Linked DNA regions of Gossypium hirsutum: regions 1 and 3 are each linked to region 2. Evidence: chromatin contacts called from public Hi-C data. All regions are on one chromosome and are shown on one strand. The core of a region is the stretch at or near the end of the contact, and the rest is flanking DNA. Distances in the headings are between cores, read along the strand shown.

The links. Hi-C and Micro-C count contacts between places; a contact is called where the count stands out from the background.
Region 1: a Hi-C map of hypocotyl shows a contact between it and region 2, with 2.9 times the contacts expected there. The contact joins the promoter of LOC107897149 here to the promoter of LOC107896978 in region 2. A contact is called at or near these places in 8 of 34 Hi-C or Micro-C datasets (callus, hypocotyl, leaf and 1 more).
Region 3: a Hi-C map of leaf shows a contact between it and region 2, with 3 times the contacts expected there. The contact joins the promoter of LOC107897148 here to the promoter of LOC107896978 in region 2. A contact is called at or near these places in 16 of 34 Hi-C or Micro-C datasets (callus, hypocotyl, leaf and 2 more).

What each region holds. Positions count from the first base shown.
Region 1 is chrA10:70,985,077-70,989,801 of Gossypium_hirsutum_v2.1, forward strand. LOC107897149 (probable sucrose-phosphate synthase 3) reads right to left here and starts at 2,146. Exons shown (of 13, transcript XM_041079160.1): 1 at 1,367-2,146; 2 at 183-415. The coding sequence starts at 1,642. LOC121208013 (secreted RxLR effector protein 161-like) reads right to left here and starts at 3,695. Exons shown (of 1, transcript XM_041078540.1): 1 at 3,054-3,695. The coding sequence starts at 3,695. The coding sequence ends at 3,054.
Region 2 is chrA10:71,341,879-71,346,320 of Gossypium_hirsutum_v2.1, forward strand. It overlaps LOC107896978 (pentatricopeptide repeat-containing protein At1g63080, mitochondrial), which reads left to right and starts at 2,028. Exons shown (of 1, transcript XM_041079162.1): 1 at 2,028-3,760. The coding sequence starts at 2,030. The coding sequence ends at 3,661.
Region 3 is chrA10:70,891,302-70,896,212 of Gossypium_hirsutum_v2.1, forward strand. It overlaps LOC107897148 (protein maph-9), which reads left to right and starts at 1,719. Exons shown (of 2, transcript XM_016822495.2): 1 at 1,719-2,297; 2 at 3,000-3,337. The coding sequence starts at 1,914. The coding sequence ends at 3,158. It overlaps LOC107897144 (O-fucosyltransferase 1), which reads right to left and starts at 849. Exons shown (of 10, transcript XM_016822492.2): 1 at 737-849; 2 at 462-633. The coding sequence starts at 744. It overlaps LOC107897147 (alkaline ceramidase), which reads right to left. Exons shown (of 3, transcript XM_016822493.2): 3 at 4,136-4,911. The coding sequence ends at 4,462.

The DNA of each region.
Region 1 (4,725 bases), core at 896-3,395, 360 kb before region 2:
ATCATTAGGCAAGTAAGCACTTCCTTTCTCTTCTAAAGTTTTAAACGAAATACGACACCAAAAATGGTTTTATCAAACTGTACATTGAATCCATGGACAAAAACTAACTTATAAAGTAGGCTTAAGATGGACAAATCTAAGATGAACTCAAGATTGATGTATACTAGGAGGGAAAATGATACCTGATAAGGATAATGTAAAGTTTTTTTTCCTTCTTGTCATCTGACCACAGTTCCAAGCTGGAAGCGTTAATATGGAAAGTTACCCTTGGGGTCTCAGCATGTATCAACTCGCTCACAGTGTCTCCCTTCTCTCCTTCTGACAGGTCTTCGGCCAAGTCCTCAGTGGCATCCTTGCGCACTAGTTCACGTTCCCACCTCCGCTTTGCCAATCTTTGCAGTTCTTCCCATTCCAACTATTTACATAACAAGATTGAGATTTGAGTCCTCTACATTGTTTCATTTTCAGTAAGTAAAAGCTTATTTCAGGTTTCTTGGCTCTCAAAATATATTATTTTACTTAAAAGGGGAAATGTCAGACCTTAGAACTATTCTAGCAAAACTCTCATTTAGTCGAATTAAACAGGAAGAAGCACTTACAGAATTGTCCATTTTACAGAGTTAACTACCTTCAACAAGGAATTTCTTCAAACACAAGGTACCATATAGTAAAATGAGCAGATATAAATATTCAAGCTGTTAACCGGACTGGATAATCGAGAAAGACAACCTAACTAGTCCTCACATACGTACATGGACATCCAAAGACACGTGCCTATACAATTATACACGTATTCATTACTAATATTTTTCATGGTTTCTTGCTAACTTCAGTCAGGCTTATCATACATACTTGTAGATTTAAGCTGCATTAAAAGGAATCAAGGGCTATTCAGCCTGATCAACAAAGTACCGAATCTAGATTAATCATAAACGCATAAGGAAAAAAGTAAAAATAAAAGAAGAGCCAATACAATTTAAGAATGCCAATTGCTCAAAATGATTCATAATTTTCCTCTCTTTACCAAAGGGTGTAATTGCAGTCACCTACTTCTTGTGGAAAAGGCCTAAAAGAGCCTACTAACTTTTAACATCCATCCACATAAGGTCAAATAAGTATGCTTATTATACATGTACTTTTTCCTTCACATGAATCACTAAGGTCAGGTACTTTTTACTACAAACAGAATACATGTAACATGTCCTTGGAAATTTGCATTTTAAAACTAAGAAATGGAAGCCATAATTTCAACAGCTTTTCATGGTGATGTGTGTATACACACACACACATACATATACATATATGTGTGTACATGTAAATGAAAAAGAATAGAAAGGTAACAATGATAGAAGGATAGAGGAGGGACCTGCTTCTTTTTACGGGTAAGGTGCCAAATGCGCCAGCACATGTTCTCGAGCCTGGAACTACGTTCTCTGGCATTCCGGGTGGCGACAACCTTGATCCATGTCCTATGTAGATCGGTTTCATCAACACCTGTCACCACCTCTTCAACAAAGTACTTTGTGGGATTAAAATGACCTCTTTCTCTCAAATCCACCGTTGGCTTTTGTTCCTCGATAGCTGCTGCTCCACTATCCAATATTGCCTCCAAGTACCCATTTATCCACTCGTTCCCTGCCATTCTTTTTCCTTCACTTTCTCCCAGAAAACAAAGCCAGTTCTACAGCTTTCTTGGCCTAAGAAAGCATCCTGATTTTTCAATATCAAAGCAATTCTGTGAAAAAAACTTATCAACACAACATAAGGCTGCCTTGTGTTTCGGGCTTCAGGTACAAGGGAAGTGTTTTTATGTTTTTTCACTTAGAACTCAAAAACAAAGTATGAATACAAAATTGTTGAATTTGAAAATAGAAACAAAACAATAATGATAGGAAAAGAAAAAGAAATATACAGGGGAGTGTCTTGGTGTCTACATTGAATTAATAATAAAAACGTTAAAAGAACTCGGGAAGAAAGTTTTGAAAAAAAAAAGGTTTGAAAAAGGTAGAATTCGTTTAGGGTGGAAAGAGTCCTGGAAGAGAAGGAAAGGCATTAATAAACAAAGAGAAAGTGAAGGGAGAACAACTTAATGAGAGAAGCGAAGAGAAAGGGAGAGAGGTCCATGCAAAAAGGAACACATGGCTACAGAATGGTGGGTTAACCAGATGACGACACGTTTACATAAAATAAAAAAATTGCATGTAAAGCTTTAGTTTCACACAGTTCGGATATGGAATGCAAGGTGTGGGTGTGGATTTGGGTGTATTTGTTTTCCTTTCTTCACCTTTCCATGGATTGTCCGCTTCTCGTTCCTGTTTTTCCTTTTAAAACTCCACAGATTTGGGTGTTTGTGTTTTTATTAAATAACTGATTAGTAGATAAATTTATATTTTGATCATTTAATTTTAAAAAATTATAAATTAATCATTAAATGTTGTGAAATAATAAAAAAAGAATAAATTACAATGTGATAGAAGAAAGAGTGTAGAGAGAATATAGAAGAGAGAGTGTATCTTCTTTTTATATATATAGTTTTCATGAGTACATGAGCCCCATATATATAGGGGTTAAAAGTAACTCTCTAATTATTATAGGGCATGTAAAATGTTATGACCTTTTATCTCTCATATTAATGGGATATAGAAAAAGTTTTATAACTTATGGAGTTGATAATGACATCCACATAAATATTTCATAACACTCCCCCTTGGATGTTTATTATCTAATTATACCTCGTTAAAACCTTACTAAGAAAAACTCAGTAGGACAAAAACTTAGTGAAGGAAAAAGAGTACATAATTATACGCTTGATATGCTGCCTCATTAAGAAAACCTTACCTGGAAAACCCAGTGGGATAAAACCAAGGTTAAGGGAAAAAGAGTACAGCGCGTATTAACTCGCCCTAATGGCTACATCACTTGAGATCACGAAGGTGACGCATTCCAATGTAGTAAACAAGCTTCTGAAACACTGATGTAGGAAGCGCCTTAGTGAATAAATCTGCTAAATTCTCACTTGAACTGATCTGCTTAACTTTTATCTCCTTAATCTTCTAGAGGTCATGAGTGAAGAAGAATTTTGGTGCAATGTGTTTTGTTCTGTCACCTTTGATGTATCCACTATCGAGCTGATCAATGCATGTTGTGTTGTCTTCAAACAAGACAGTTGTAGCTTCCTTTCTAGATGATAAACCACAATTATTCCTTATATGCTGGATCATAGATCTTAACCATACACATTCATGACTTGCTTCATGGATTGCTAAGATTTCTGCATGATTAGACGAGGTTGCTGTAATTGTTTGCTTCATTGTGCGCCAAAAGATTGCAGTATCTCCATATGTAAAAACATATACAGTTTGTGATTTTCCATTATGAGGGTCTGACATAAATCCTGCATCTGCAAAACCAATCAACTCTGTCTTAGATTTATTAGGGAAAAATAGACCCATATTCTTTGTGCCTTGGAGATAACGAAATATCTGTTTTACTCCAGTCCAATGTCTCTGAGTTGGGCATGAGCTAAATCTTGCTAGCAAATTTACAGAAAAAGATATATCAGGTCGGGTATGGCTAGCAAGATACATTAATACCCCAATTGCACTGAGGTATGACACTTCAGGACCAAGAAAATCTTCACTATCTTCCCGAGGACGGAAAGGGTCTTTACTTGGATCAAGTGATCTTACAACCATCGGGGTAGTTATTGGATGTGCCTTATCCATATAAAATCTCTTTAGCACCTTTTAAATATACGTTGATTGATGCATAAGGATTCCTTCTTTTAGGTGCTCAATTTGTAACCCCAAACAAAATTTCGTTCTTCTAAGGTCTTTCATTTCAAATTCTTTCTTCAAGCACTAACAGTCTTTTGGATCTCTTCAGGAGTTCCAATGATATTCAAATCATCAACATATACTGCAATAATTACATATCCAGATCCAAACTTCTTAATGAAAAATGCATGGGCAAATTGGATCATTCTTGTATCCTTCTTTCAACAAATACTCGCTTAGACGATTATACCACATGCGTCCGGATTATTTCAATCCATAAAGGGATTTGTGCAATTTGATCGAATAATGTTCTCTAGAACCTGAACTCACTGCTTCAGGTAGTTTAAATCCTTCAGGGAGTTTCATATAAATGTTAGTATCCAGTGGGACATACAAATAAGTTGTTACTACATCCATTAGGCGTAAATCAAGCCCTTCTCTTATATCCAGACTTATCAAAAATCTAAATGTAGTTGCATCCACCACAGGAGAATATGTCTCCTCATAATCAATTCCAGGTCTTTGTGAGAATCCTTGTACAACTAAACGTGTTTTATACCTTACAATTTCACTATTTTCATTTCTTTTACGCACAAAAACCCATTTGTATCCCACTGGTTTCACACCTGTAGGTATACGGACTACAGGTCCAAACACTTCTCTTTTCGCTAGCGATTTCAATTCATTTTCAATTGTTTCTTTCCATTTTGGCCAATCATCTCTTTGTTTACATTCCTCAATCGATTTTGGTTCATAATCCTCTTTACTATTTATAACATCTAGTGCTACATTGCATGCAAAAATATCATTGACGTCGATTTGATTTCAGTTCCATTTTATACCCGACATGACATAATCAATAGAGATCTCTTCATTGTCAGGTACCTGATTTTCTTTTGAAATTATTCTTCCAGTCATGTCTATAGTCTCTTCAGGAGATCCCAGTATA
Region 2 (4,442 bases), core at 778-3,277:
TGCATACAAATTATTACTTGACTCTAATACTGACTTTAATGCCCATGAGATACAAAATGAACTGAAATACTTTGACAAAAAATTATGGAGCCTTAATCTCCCAGCAAAACAGAAAATTACAATTTGGAAAGTCTCGAAATACTTTTACAGTACAGACAACTTAGATCAAATTCAATCTGCCCAAGATGTGGCGTGGGAGTGGAAACGATTGTACATGTATCCTGAGACTGTCATGTGTCAACAGTAGTATGGATGCATTTAAATTTAGTTTGTGTATTATCTAAACCGAATCTGGGGAACTGGGAGTGGCTCACCTGGGTTTTTGCAGAAGGATCGAGCAGCTAGTGTCGAACGTTTTGCTACGCACTTTGGGTTATCTAGAATGCGAGGAACAAAGTAATACATGAAAGGCAAAATAATTCAGGGAGGGAGTTAGTGAACATAATAACCATATTTGTGCAGGAAAGTGATGCTATGAGTAATAGAAGCCTTACCAAACATCTTTCTTGTTTAGAGTGGAAACCCCTAGAGAACGGAACCGTGCGCATCAATTTTGACGCGGCTTTTAACCATCATCACTTCAGATCTGCCGTGGGGTTGGTGGTCAGAAATGATAGGGGGGAGGTTTTGGTCTCCAAGTCAGTGGTGGAGAATCGGATTGCCTCCTCTTTTGTCGCGGAAGCTTGTACATGCGCTCATGCAGTTAGGTTGGGGATAACCATGTGTTTGGACGCAGTAGAAATCGAGGGAGATGCGTTAACAATTATAAAAAAATGTCAGGCTGATGTTGAAGACAAGCCAGAAATAGGAGCTTATATTAGAGAAAATACACCAGAATAAGGGTCGATTTAACAAGATATGGTTTAAGTATATTCTTAGACGGGTAAATCAGACAACTCGTATTATTGCCACAGAGAGTTTAAAGAGAGAAGAGGAGTTTTACCTGGAACGGAGTCTGCCTTCTTACACCGTCGCTTCGCTGGGACTGGGAAGGCAGCTGGAACGTGAACCTGACTGAGAATCTCAAAGGTCTTTCGTACTATCGGAGAAGAAGATAAAGGATTTTGATGAAAAGTAGCTTCCTTTTTCTGATTTTGACGAAAAGTAGATTTGGAGAGTGGTGGGTGGCAGTTTCATTAAATTCGACTTGACAGGGGACTTTTAGTTTCCTTCTTCCGATTTCTTTTGTGTTTTCTTTTTGCCCGGTGGGTCTCGCTGCTGGGCTTCTGTTATCTGTTGAACTTTATTGCTGGGTCCAGTTCATTTTCAATAAAGTCCAGTCCTATTATTTAAAAAAAAATGGTCTCTCCGAGCCAAATATAGTTTTGTCCTGACTGATTCAATTGCAACTGTACAGTGATGATATGGAGACGGTAATGAAGACGAAGAGAATAACCTCAACGATTTCTGGTTTTATTCTTCCTAATTCTCTTCTTTTTCCTTTTTCTAAACTGCCCGTTACGTGTTTTCTTTCCAGTTGTTCTACTGCTTCTGATGAAAATGTCAAGATGGGTATGTCCAAACCCACCTATCTCGAGAATTTGGTCATACATAAGTGTAAATCAAGATCCCTTGAGCTTGATGAAGCTCTGGGTTTTTTCAATTCCATGATTTCAATGAGACCCTTGCCCTCAGTTTCGGCTTTCAATTATCTGCTTGGAGCAGTCTCCAAGATGGAACAATGTGCATTTGTTGTTTCCATGTGTAAACAGATTATGGGTTGTAGTGACTTCCAACCTAATATCTTTACAATGAACATTTGGATCCTTTGTTTGTGCAATTTGAAGAAGGTGGACTTAGGTTTCTCTGTGTTGGCTATGATTGTAAAACTTGGTCTTCAACCTGACGATTATACCATGAATACTCTGCTTATTGGACTGAGCGATGAGGGTAAGATTAACAAGGCAATGGGAGTGTTTAGGAAAATATTGGAGACTGGATATCCGCATAATCAATACACTTTCAGTATTATTATGAGGGAACTTTGCAGATCAGGGAATTCTCATTTGCTGTTCTTCTTCTGTTAAAGATGAATGGAAATGGAAGCTTTCAACCTGATGCGGTGTGCTATAGTACAATTATTGATGGATTCTGTAAAGAGAATTGCATGGACAAGGCTTTGATTATCTTTCGAGATATGTTAGATAGGAGAATTAAGCCTAATGTTGTTACATTCAATTCGTTGATTAATGGATTTTGCAGCGTTGGCCAGTGGGATGAAGCAAAAGAATTATTAGTTGACATGGGTAACAAGGGGATTTCCCCTAATGTCTATACCTTAAATACTCTAATTTCTGCTCTTTGCAAGGATGGGAAGATCCAAGAAGCAATATTTGTATTTGATTTAATGACCCAAAGAGGCACAAGGCCTGATGTTATCACTTATACTATGCTAATTCATGCCTTATGCAAGTTTGGCGAATGGAGATTGGTCAGGAATTTCTTTGCAAACATGATTGCATCTGAAATTTTACCTTCCGTTTTAACTTTCAATTCCATGATATATATTTTATGCAAGGAGGGGCAGTCATCAGAGGCAATTGAAATTCTGGAACTAATGAAAGGCGTGAAACCGGATGTTGTTACCTATAATCCTCTTATTCAAGGACTTTGTCATTCTGGGCAATGGGAAGAAGCAACAAGCTTGCTCAATAGAATGATGAATGAAGGAGTCCATCCTGATGTTGTGACTTTCAATTCTTTAATCAATGCTTTATGCAAGGAAAAGAGGACTTCAGAAGCCTTTACTGTGTTGGAATTAATGATACAGAGAAATGTAAAACCTAACGTTGTCACATACAATTGTTTAATATATGAGTTTTGCAGTTCGGGCAAATGGACGGAAGCAACAACCGTGCTCAATAGAATGATGAATGAAGGAGTACATCTTGATGTAGTAACTTTCAATTCTTTAATCAATGCCTTATGCAAGGAAAAGAGGACTGAAGAAGCCATTACCATGTTGGAACTAATGAGTCAGAGAGGTGTAAAACCTGACATTGTGACCTACAATTGTTTAATACGTGGATTGTGCAATTCAGATAAACGTGCAGAAGCCACAAGCTTGTTTAGTAGGATGTTGAATGGAGGAGTCCAGCCTGATATGGAAACTTTAAGATCTTTAATCAATGCTTTGTACAAGGAAAACAAGTATGAAGAAGCCATTAGCATGTTGGAACTAATGAGTCAGAGAAATGTAATACCTGACATTGTCACCTACTGCTTTTTAATACTTGGATTGTGGAGTTTAGGTAATTGTGCAGAAGTGACTAGCTTGTATAGTAGGATGTTGAATGGAGTCCAGCCTGATGTGGAAACCTTAAGCTCTTTAATCAATGCTTTGTGGAAAGAAAAAAAGATTGAAGAAGCCATTACCTTGTACAAATTAATGATTCAGAGAGATCTGAAACCAGACATCGTCACCTACAGTTGTTTAATACATGGATTATGCAAATCAGGACAATGTGGAGAAGCAACAAGCTTGCTTAGTAAGATGGTTGCTGAAGATATTGTACCTGATGTTGAAACTTTTAACATTTTGTTGGATGCTATCAGCAAACAAGGAACAAAAGAAAAAACTCATGAAGTACTGAAGGTGATGGATCAAAAAGGCGTGAAGCCGAATGAATTTACTTACAGGATAATGATTGAAGAAGTGTAAATGAATTTACTTACAGGGTAATGATCGAAGAGGTGTAAAGCCATTACCTTGTTTTGTGCCATAGTAAAGCTTTCCTTCACTCGGGTTGATTTTTGTTTTCTTGTGCTTGGTTCGTAGACAGCCTTTTTTTTCCCTCCTCCATAACACACTTTTCATCTGGCTTTGCTTGCTTTTAGTTGTCTGGTTTACTGCCATGATAATGCTTTTCTTCTGGTTTTGGTTTAACATAGGTAGGAAACCGAAATATTGTTTTTCTTCTGGTTTTGGTTTAACAACATAAGGCTTTTCTTTTTCCTCACGGTTTTCTTCTTGTTTAGGCTTGTAAATGTCATAGTTAGGAATATCTTCTTCATCGTCTGGCTTTGCTTGAGGGCTGTCTGCTGTTATTCCATCTAAACCATGCTTAGATGAATCATCACCATAACCAGGCTTCACTTTTCATACTGGCTTCTCTTTTTATGCCATAATCAGGCTTTTGCTTGAGGGCTGTCACCCCGAATGCCATCAATGTTAGAAGGAGAATGCCAAGGAGAGGTGAGAAAGCCTTGGCAGTGGCACTATTAATTCTATCGCTCTGGAATGTTATGTAATAATTATTATTAGAAGGAAATATAAGTGGATGAAGAATACAGGATGACACCGTTGCGTTTTATATGGGATTGGTCAAACTTAATCTTAGTTTACTAATGGCTAAGACTGTAGTTCTGAAACAAAATAAACAATGATTCTGGGTTTAAAATTATATGAGGAGAGGCTGACTTGAAAATTTGTGGACAGACCT
Region 3 (4,911 bases), core at 469-2,968, 450 kb before region 2:
GGAAGCGGAATCATGCATAAAAACACCTAAAGTCTCTGAAAACTAGCTAATGATCCTCTTGGACTTAATCCGCATGATCCTAGCAAATTAGCATAAAACCAAACCAATGCAATAAATAAAACATTTCCACTTTGATGAATTTTCATGCAAGTAAATAGGTCAATTTATGAGGTACATTACAAACGCCAAATAAAGTACCGACCAAATGAGATGGTTTGCAGACGCATCAAACAAGAGATTCCCCCAAGGCTTCTATAGAGCGTGAGCATTACTATAGACTAACTCAGACAACAAACTTAGCTACCCATTACAACAAACTAACAACATTTATGCCTTATTAAGTTTCAACAATCTGATAACAGAAGCAATCCGCAAATTCGCTTAATACTGAAAATTTAATCACAAAGCCAGGGAATAAATTCAAGACGATCAGATCCTAACTCTTTACAAGAACCACTAACCTCGGAAGGCTCTAGAGATCCGCGATTTCCGCCAATTGTAGCCGAAAACAAAAGCGAGAGCGTGCAGATCAAAAGCACCACAACAGCAATCGTTAGTTTGGCGTAAATTCCCTTTGCTCCTACTCCTCCTCCTCCAGCTCCTTGTTTCCCATGCTGCCTATGCAGCCCCGACCTAAGCAACAAAATAGAAAGAAGAAGTTAAAAAATGGCAGTCTGGTTCAACGGAAAACCGAAATTTTTAACGGAAAAACGAATCAACTAGTTAGTTTGTAAACCTCCGCATAATTACGAAAGACAAAAAAAGCAATGTATTATTCCCAGATCTGATGTTTTTACAAATTTCCTTCTTTCTGGTTGTCGGTTTTACTTGCCGCGCTGTAAAACCTTGAAATTAGTCAAAGTAATGGTTAAAATGTGCTATAGCTCCCTGCCCTCTTTGTACATTTGTAATTTAGTCTTACTACTTTTATTTTAACTAATTTTATCCTTCTACTTTTTGGATCTAAAATTATTAAAATTATTCTATTAAATTCAAACTTATTACAACTGTCTTTTTTTGTTATATGACTATCAAGTAAGTATTTTTTATTTTAAAATATCAAATCAATGAATTTAATAGAAAAATTTTAACAGTGCTATAATTAAACTTATAAAAAAAGTAAAGAAGTTCCTATAAATAAAAGTAAAAGAACTATATGTTGAATATACAAAAAGTACAAAAACTTAATACATTTTTTAACTCAAAATAGATAAATAAATGAGAAATAAAGCATACTTTAGTTCGTGTTGTCAACTTAGTTCCTTAATTTTATTTTTTCACATTAATCTTTAAACTTGACAAAATTAAGAAAAATTTTCAAATTCAAAGAGTAAACGGTGCCTTTCACCCAGAAAAATTAAAAAAAAAAGGTTTAATTCTAAATTTCATCTCTCTATGTTAAGAAAGTTGAGAAATTCATCCTTATCGTTTAATTTGTCAAAATTTAATCTGTACTTTATGAAAAATGAGAAATTAATCCAATTATTAGTTAAATACATAAATTTGAAGAGTTTATTTTTGCTATACAAATTACAAAACTATTACTAACTCTTTACATATAAAATTAATGAACGGTTAATTTTCAAGTCATCGATCTATCATGATATTATCTAATTTGATCAACTTCGTAATTTTTGTAAAAACAAATTCCGACAAATTAAAACAGCGGAATAAAAGTACGAAATTAGAATTAAACCTTAAAAAATTTAGAAAATAATAATAATGATTAATGAGTGAAAACTGGGGTGTAGTTTGGAGAAGGGAAATGAACGATGGGATTAGGCGGTTGTGTTGAGTAATTGGAACTGTTTCTTGGATTGGGCCTCCATTAATGGCAGAGTAGCCCATGCCCAACACAAACAAAACCCTCCTCTTTCTCCACCAGCAGCAGAGTAGCTTCGAAGAACACAGCAATGCCGAACTCTTTCAGGACCCTCTCCAAAACCCTCACCCGCTCATTCTCCACCAAATCATCCCACCAGAACCACCACCAGAAAACCCACAAATATTTAGATCCCAACTCCTTGTTGGGCAGCTGGAAGACCCCCAACAACCCCAAAGAGGCCGAGAAGAAACTCGCCCTGTTGCGACGAGACTACGCCAAGCAAGTAAAAAATGTACGCAAGGAGTACATCCACGAGATGGAGTTGTTGCGTCTTGAGAAGCTCAGAAAAGAAGAGGCTAGGAAAGAGGCTATACGAGTTGCTAATGAGGAGCGTAAAAGGCTTAAGGCTGAGGCTGCTAGGGTTAGAGCTCAAGAGCGTATCGTTGCTGAAGAAGAGTTTCGACAAACCCTGGTAATCTTCTACCACTCATACTTTGTTTCTTGAATTTTATGATGAATTTCAGTTATAAAATTAAAAAAATTGGAAATTGGGATTGGTAGGTTTGTTTAAGTGAAACACCAGATTCAAAACCCTAATTTCCTTTGCCTATCTTTCGATTATGTTAGTTTATATATAAAATAAAGTTAATGTTCAGTTAAGAAATTAAATTTTATTGTTACCTTTATTCGTTAGTTTAAGTTGAGTAGGAGAATCTCCCAAGCCTATCCATTTGTTCCATTGAATCGACGAACTAAATTTATACTGGCATTTACACTTTGACTGTATGGATATCCTATATCATAATAGTTGTTATCCCTTGATGCCCTGCTGGATATGGTTGATTCTCATTCTACCATGGCTAGGTGATATGGTAATTACGGTTGATCTCGGTCAACATGATGATATACTTCTGCTTACTACTAACATTATTGAGTTTGAAGTTGAGCATGGGAATTGAGCCGATCTCAAGCAGCTGGATTTTTTTTAATCTTATTGATTTTGTATCAAGCTCAAGTTTCTTTCAGGCTTGAGCTCAACTCGGCCTGGTTAAGCCCCTAGCCTTACCTTATATCTATGGCCCTATTTCTACTTCTCAATTTGAATATGAAGTTACTTGATCCTTCAAATCTTGGTCTTTATCAAATGGTCAAGGTTCTATTTCCATGAATGCAGTTGAAAGAAAGAGCAGAAAAGCTTGAAAATTGGAGAATGAAACAAACGCTACATGAGAATAAGAAGAAAGAGGCGAAAGATCTAGTGCGTAGAAGAAGTTCCATGTGGATTGAAGAACAGGAATTGGAGAGTAAGATCTTTAGTGCCATTGTTTTTTAACTGATTTTTCCTTTAAATTCGAAGAACATAAAATAAGGATTTTACGTGAATCTAGTGACTAATGGAAATGTTTGTGTACTGTTTGTTTTTCTCTGTTAAAACCCTGCATCAATGTGGTTTGTTGGTAACAGCTTCATTGAAGATTTATAGTAAGTTTTGGACTATTATTCAAGCATGCATATATATACTTTATTGGCTGAATGCTATTCAACTGTTCAAGTGAATCAGCTTGTCTCTCACTCTTGCCTTTATTGCCTTTATTGCCTTTATCCTACTCTTTTCTTCTACAAACAGACCACACTGTTGGTCTCTAAACCTTCTGAGCTAACAATGTAATCCGCTGGTTGCTTTAACCCTTTTTCAAGCTATGCTTTTGGAACTTGAGATGAGTGTTGGATACATGCTTGATACAGCTATGCTCAACTTTAAGCTTTTCTATATATGTATATACATATATTGTAACTTTATATACAATCAATCTGGGCAAGTATGTTATGGAATGTGGAAGAGACTTGAAGATTCTATACAAGGCCTGTTAAATACGAGCCTGCCTGACAGTTTGCAGAAATGATGATGCTTCCGTCGATTAACTTTTTGAGTTTTGCAAACAAAATGTTATCCAAGTTGGATCTTATAGAGCTTGAAAACCAAGTTCCCTCTGACAATGAAGAAGAAAGTCCAATTAATTCCGTTCTTTGGTCTTCTGTGTCTCCTGATTACTGAACAGTGCCTTAAAGAAAATCAGTAGCCCCCAAGGGATCTCAACAGGAGAAACTAACAAAGACCGTGGTTCTCAATCTAATTTCCCATGTACCATCAACTCATACAATAGCCCTAATAGTGTTTTTTAGTTTAAAGCCTAAAAAACATATTGATCTTAAGCTTTGAAACTGGTACAAAAGGAAAATTCCAGGGTTGAGAGTTGGAAGACAAAACAGAGCGAATCTAGCATATCAACAATTCTGGAACAAACGACATCATGGAATCTCATGGCATATGAACAATTAAAAGACCAACGGACCTTGTTCACTTTATTTTACAAAAGGGTGAGGGAATTGGAAGAACTGACAGAAGAATAAGATGTAAAATTATGGGACAGACTACTTCCCGTTCTTTTTTTCTTTTTTTTTTTTTATTTTTTTCCTGGAAAAGACTAGCATTACTCTGAAAATAAAGTCCCAACAATACTATCAACATTCAATTATCATGTACATCCTTTTCTTAAAGACACAAAAAGGGAAAAAATGAATTGTGATTCCTATGCCTGCTACCGGCCTGCCAAAATCACTAGGGAGCAAGTTTTTTACTGGCTCTTTGGTTTTTGAATCTTAACGTATGGGAAAAATCCCAAGAAGTGAACAACTTTTGGGTCCCATTCTCGCTGCTGAGCACGACAAAACATCAGAAATGTGTTGGCGAAATATGAACTGAAGCCCATCAAGACATGCCAAAGCGCATGACCCTGAGGGTTGAAGTACCAACTAGATATCTCCTTGCAGAACAACCTGTCGGCAAGCCAACAAATACTCCCCAGGAATAATGTTGCTACATATAACTTTGCTAGTCGCTTTGCAGAGGCATCTTCAGTGTAGATGTAGTATTTGTACATGCGAGGGATGCAGAGAAGGCAGAGAATGACATAATGCACCTTGAAGCCAATTCCAAAGCGTAAGAGAGCATGGACTATTGCAAATCCAACTCCATAAAGGAACAGGAAAGTAGGCATTGTGCTTCGATAGTGCCAATCTGGTGA